Linked DNA regions of Siniperca chuatsi: region 2 is linked to region 1. A link is a contact called in public Hi-C data. All regions are on one chromosome and are shown on one strand. Each heading gives the region's core, a stretch centred on a gene start, on an enhancer-like site or on the middle of the called end of the contact. The rest is flanking DNA. Distances are from core to core; before and after follow the strand shown.

Region 1 (2,831 bases), core at 19-2,518:
GTGTGATTTATTGGGTCTGTAATTAATATTATAAGGAGTACAGTCCAGACCTGCTCTATAGGAAAAGTGCAATGAGATAACTTCTGTTATGGATTGGAGCTATATAAATAAAATTGAATTGAATTAAAGGTTAGATGGTGGATGTGGTAAGATGAATTATGACCAAGAAGCAAGACTTGACAAAGACATTGTTTTGGTTTGAGGATCAGAGTCAGGCACAGTATTGGACATAGCTGAGGTCATGTCCATGCTGCTGTTTACAAGTTGAAAATCTTCAGTCCACACTAGTTTTTCTTGTTTTTTTCTAAAGGTTTACCACCCAGATGAAATGTAGAGTCAAGAGACAAATGCCTCAACATATTTCGTAGGGCAAGAGCTGGCTCCTTGAGACAGCAGTTTTACACCACATTACATGACAACACTGGTGTTTTCAAAAAGCTCAATTTTAGCTCACAATACCTGACCTGACATTTTTAAATTCATCCACGTTAAATTTTTCATTGGCTTAGTGTGGATGGAAAGACAAAGCTAAAAAGATGAGATGAGACAATTGGGGCCTTTTCAAATGTATCCACAGGTGGGAATTTAATATCACTATTATTTTGCTTTTTCAGGGTTAACATAAACAAGAAAATGTGTAATGTTATGAAGTTTTGTCATAGATGAGTCAAAATAAAAACTTAGAATTATTTGTCCAGGCATTATGATAATGTATTATTTTGCAAGTTTTGAGTAGTAGTTTGTATTGACATCATTTTTAACTGCAGGACATGCTGTAAATATCTGAGTCTGTTAATTGTGTAGTTCTTCTATGCAGATCATTCAACTGCAAATGTAGAGTTTATTGTAGCTGTTTTACTTGACATCTGCAGAGAGAGACTTTCTCTTCAGCTCCTATTTTATTTAAGTAACAAAAACCAAACAATGCATTTCTTATATAACCAATATTTTTCAAATACGGTGAGAGCCCGTGGGAAGAGCATGTTTGATTCCCAAAATGTAGGCTCCTCACAGCATCCAAACACACACTTGGCATATGTAAGCTGAGACAGAGCAGTGAATGCCAGCTCCAGCCTCTCTAGAATAAACACATCCTAACCTTTGCCTCAGTGACATCACATCTCCAAAAACTCCAACCCTGTGCAACCAGCAGAGGGAAAACTCTCCTAATTTTATAGACAATAGTCAAATAAAGTGAATCATCATGTTTTACAAGCGACTGGAGTCACAACAACAGCAAACAAACCAGACTATCCAGGAAGGGTTGAGACACATTAGGAGGATTTTCCCACAACTGACCCAGGGCAATAAAGATAACTAGAAGCAGTCCATTTCATATAAAAGATGGATGCATAATGTTTGTCCTTAAATGATTTTATCTTATTTTAAGCAGAGCAACAGTGATGGAAGAAGTATTCAGATCTTTCACTTAGGTAAAGGTAACAATACAACAATGTAAAAATACTCTATTAGAAGTAAGTCCTGTATTACAATACAGTTTCTGTCAACTAAGATTTCTTTTTATATTGATTAACAGAAAAAGACTAATGTCAAAATGCAGACACTTCTAGAAAATTCTCTAAATATAAAAGATAAAATAATTTATAGAACTGATATATAACAAACAGTATTTACCTCCCTAAAGTCAATATTTATAAGAGGCAGCAGTACAGCCTTGATCCACTTAGACTCAAGGCTGTACTGCTGCTGGTATCAGCTTTGCACAACCTGGACACTGCAATTTTCTTTCCATTTTCTTTTGCAAAACGTCTCAAAAGTGCCGTCACGCTGCGTGGAGACAGGGAGTGAACAACAAATTTCCTGGACATTGGGTTTTCATGCAAGAACATTTTCATATTCTCTTAACTTTCCATGTCAGCTTCAGCAAATGCTCCTAACTTCAGATAACTGTGTAAATGACCCGCGTAAATATGATGTGCGTAATTGTGTGCGCGTTCACGAGAATTTCAAATTCGCATAATTAACGCCCCAATAATACCATATAAGGCTGCACGTACTGCCTCATATGTCAGGAAGTCATGAAAACGACATTAAGAGTAAAAAGAAGAACTTCACGGGTTACGAGTCCTGCTTTCGAAGATCCATAAAGGAAAGTCTATCATTTTTAACAGCGTCAGCAGTGGAATTAAGGGAACAGGGTTGGATCACTGTGTCTGTCTGTGGGGTTCTAACAAGTTACACATTTGTAGAAGCACAACCCGTGGTAATCTAAACCGCGACAACAACCATTCATCTGTCTCTGCTAATATATCAGCAGGCTGTCTAAAGACACGCTCTCTTCCAAGGGCCTGACGCGCTAAAGCATCCAAAAGATTACAGTTCCAGTTGACCATATTATATAGAGAGACAAATTAACCTTCAATTGGCATAATTTAATGTTTTGCAGTTTCAGATGTTCATATTGATATTAGTGTTCTATAATAGCATCAATAGTTAATTTACATTAATTATATCGTTAGGCTGTATGAATACATTTTGAATTATATTATAATTCCAATTGCTGATTCAAACAGGATAATGTCAACATAATTGTGAAGTGTAATTTATATAGGATTTTCAAACTCAAAATTGCTTCAAAGTAAGGAAATATATAATCAATTAGTAAAAACGTAGGTTGGATAAAAGCAGACTAATTGCACATGACTCCTCCTATTATGTCTGTGCCTAAGACAAAATTCAAAATACGAGAAAATTGGTGAATGCGGCACTAATTCGAATAAGCCAATTAAGAACAAATCAGTTCGTACGAGTGTTTCATGCATGATGCCCATTGTTTCTAATCCACTCCTATCTTATGTTTGGGGTTGTTG
Region 2 (2,700 bases), core at 73-2,572, 53 kb after region 1:
TCCAAACAAAGATGGTCACTGGAAATGACATATGTCCTCGCTCAACTTGTACAATTAGCCTAATTAATTTGTAAATGTTGTTGTTACTTTCCAATATTTTGTATTTTTATACAAAACAGTGTGTTAAAATGTTGCTTGTATTTTACAAAAAGAGCTGGGACAGACATGCTACAAGTCACTTCCAACTACCTAGAAACTTGGGACGTTTTTTTTTTTTTTTACCATGCAGACAGAATATTTTTTGCTCCAGATGGTTAGAAGTGTTTCTGAGAATTCTGGAAATACCTTCACAACAGTGGGAGGTGCTGTTGAATGACCCTCTGGTTTTTTGGTTTTTTTTTAAGATTGCAGGGCATTTCTTTAGCTCTGTGACTCAAATGTAATGATAAAACATACATCCTGGGCCTATAGCTGTCTACATTGAAAACCATGCCTTTCCACCTACTACATGTGCAGTTTTCTGTGGCAGGCCTGATGTTTATGGAGCCTCTGTTGTTGTTTCTCTTGTACATGGATGCGCAGCATCTTTCCAGTACCAGGAAAGGCGTCCGCTCAGCTCCGCTGGACATGCTTTCTTGGAAATGAATGTTGCGTAACCGCATTTGAAGCAGGATCAGGTGTATGTATTAGTAGTGTGTTGCCACATCAGTCAATTGAGTTAGAAAGCAAGGAAGGGACCTTGGACACTGACAATAATGCTCACTAACGAGGTGAAATAAGCTGCACAGAGTTGTAAGACGCATGTTTCGACCCGTATCTGTTGTATCAGATTTCAGAACGCAACTGAAAGTGATGGAGTCACGGTTTGGTCACAACTTTTACGACAATTTCTGCAGGGCTCCCAGCTCTTCCTTAATGAATCATACACAGCAGGCTGTTTCCCACCAGGAGCTTCAAAGTACGTGCGGTGCCGCAGCAGTGCGCTGGGTGGATGTCAGGGATGCTGCACGCTGGGGCTGGGGGGGGTGACGTGACGTGACGACACGTTCTGGGGATTCTGCGAAGATTCCTGCATTTCTTTTCTATCTGCCTCACACACTTGGCTGACAGTGATGATAAGAGATAGGAGGAGGGTTTGGTCAGGAAGACAAACTGCTCAAGAAATTCATGAAAATGTGGGCTATTTCCCCGAGTATTCACATGGTTGATTAAGATAAAGTACTTTGTGCTGAATAGTCCTAAGCTTATAATAATAGGTAATATAATAATAATAATAATGATAATATAAGTGTCCTTAGCATCCTGAGCTATCAGCAATATTCTTATGGGGACTTATAGTGATTCTGTGGTGCTCAATTGTGACTTTACAGCGACCTTTTATGGATTTTATGGTATTTTAGAAAACATGTTGTATCACTACAGTATATTATAATATTCCTAATGGGACCTAATGCTGTGTTGCTTAATAGTGATTTGACAGTTTTCGGGCATGGGAGATAATAACATTACAGCACCTTTGCCTTTGCCACACCGGCACTTGAGTCAGTGAACTCCGCCCCCTCAGTATTTAAATCCACAATATCACCAGGCGCTCAGCTTCACACTGGAGAACTTCATCTTGACCAACACGTTTGGATCCATGGGGGAAAAAAGCTTCAGATTCTGGGCTATAGGCTGAATACCAAGAAGGTAAGACTTCTCTTTACTTATGTTATGTTATGAGTGGGTTTGTTCATACAGTGTAACATCTTGCCAAAGTATTTGCATAATGGGTTGGTTGCATATTTGGACATTTTCAGAAGAATGTAAAGTCTTTATCTGGTGCACAAGTTTAATGGGAAGTAGAAGTTTATAAGCGGAAGTTTAGAGGAAGAATCCACTGGGGATATTTTTAGCCCACATAGTGTGTTTGAAAAGTTTCTCATCAAGTGAAGGGTCTAAATGAATGAAATGGGAGTACATTCATCAGGCGCACTTTCACCGACTCCCTTTTCTGTTGCGGTTGACTATGAGCAGCAGGTTCATTGATCATTTATTACTTCTGCTTTCTCCAAAGGTTTCATCTACAATCTCCACTGCCAAGCTTGGATATCTGAAGCCAACATCCATCTTTGGGGATCATTGTTCTGTTTTTCCATATTATTTTTTTTTTTCTATTTTTTTTTTATTTATTTTTTTTTCCCACTCTTGGGATTTAAACTTCGCCCAGTCCGTGTGGTCGCGCCCTCCTTCCCAGGGAGGGTGTAAAGTGAAAGTTGGCCCGGAGATGCGGTCCCTTCTCCCGCTTACTGTGTATTGCATCAGCCTGGTTTCCCTCCAGCAGCTGCTGGCTCTGCCGGCTGAGGAGCTTCCCAACAAGAACAGGTAGGACACGCGACTTATTGTGCTACTACTTTATTAAGCATAGAGACCCGCTCCTCGCTTCTGATTGGCTGAATCACACTCTTAAAACATAGGAAGATAAACTCACCTGGAGCCGCATTACAGTTTATGTAAATATTCTTGCGCCCCGTTAGGCTAATAGGCACTATAATGGCCACTTTAACCTGCTTGGTTGGGAGTTAAAGAGTTAAAGAGCAATGTTATAGGCTATTTATTAATAATTGTAAATGAGCTATAATGGTGTTATTAGGTAGGCTATTAAATGATGTGTTGAACATGTTTTTTTTTTTTTTTTTACGACAGTAGCCTTTAATGTGTAAATAACGCCAGTTAGCTACAAAGCATTTATTTTAAGCTAACATGGGCTATCCTTTTTCA

Evidence for each region. A called contact is a pair of places that touch in the nucleus more often than the background predicts.
Region 2: a Hi-C map of liver shows a contact between it and region 1, with 1.9 times the contacts expected there. The contact joins the promoter of adm2a here to the enhancer-like site in region 1. A contact is called at or near these places in 2 of 3 Hi-C or Micro-C datasets (liver and skeletal muscle).

Annotation. Positions count from the first base shown.
Region 1 is chrLG23:19,495,098-19,497,928 of ASM2008510v1, forward strand. The region is part of intron 10 of sbf1 (myotubularin-related protein 5); the gene reads right to left. Among protein-coding and RNA genes, the nearest start is that of LOC122871651, 35 kb to the left of the region's middle. Within about 2 kb of position 1,269, the one cell type or tissue checked has an H3K27ac peak away from gene starts, as active enhancers do. A contact at or near this core is called in liver, where this site is marked.
Region 2 is chrLG23:19,547,547-19,550,246 of ASM2008510v1, forward strand. adm2a (protein ADM2a) reads left to right here and starts at 1,323. Exons shown (of 3, transcript XM_044187022.1): 1 at 1,323-1,629; 2 at 1,997-2,304. The coding sequence starts at 2,207.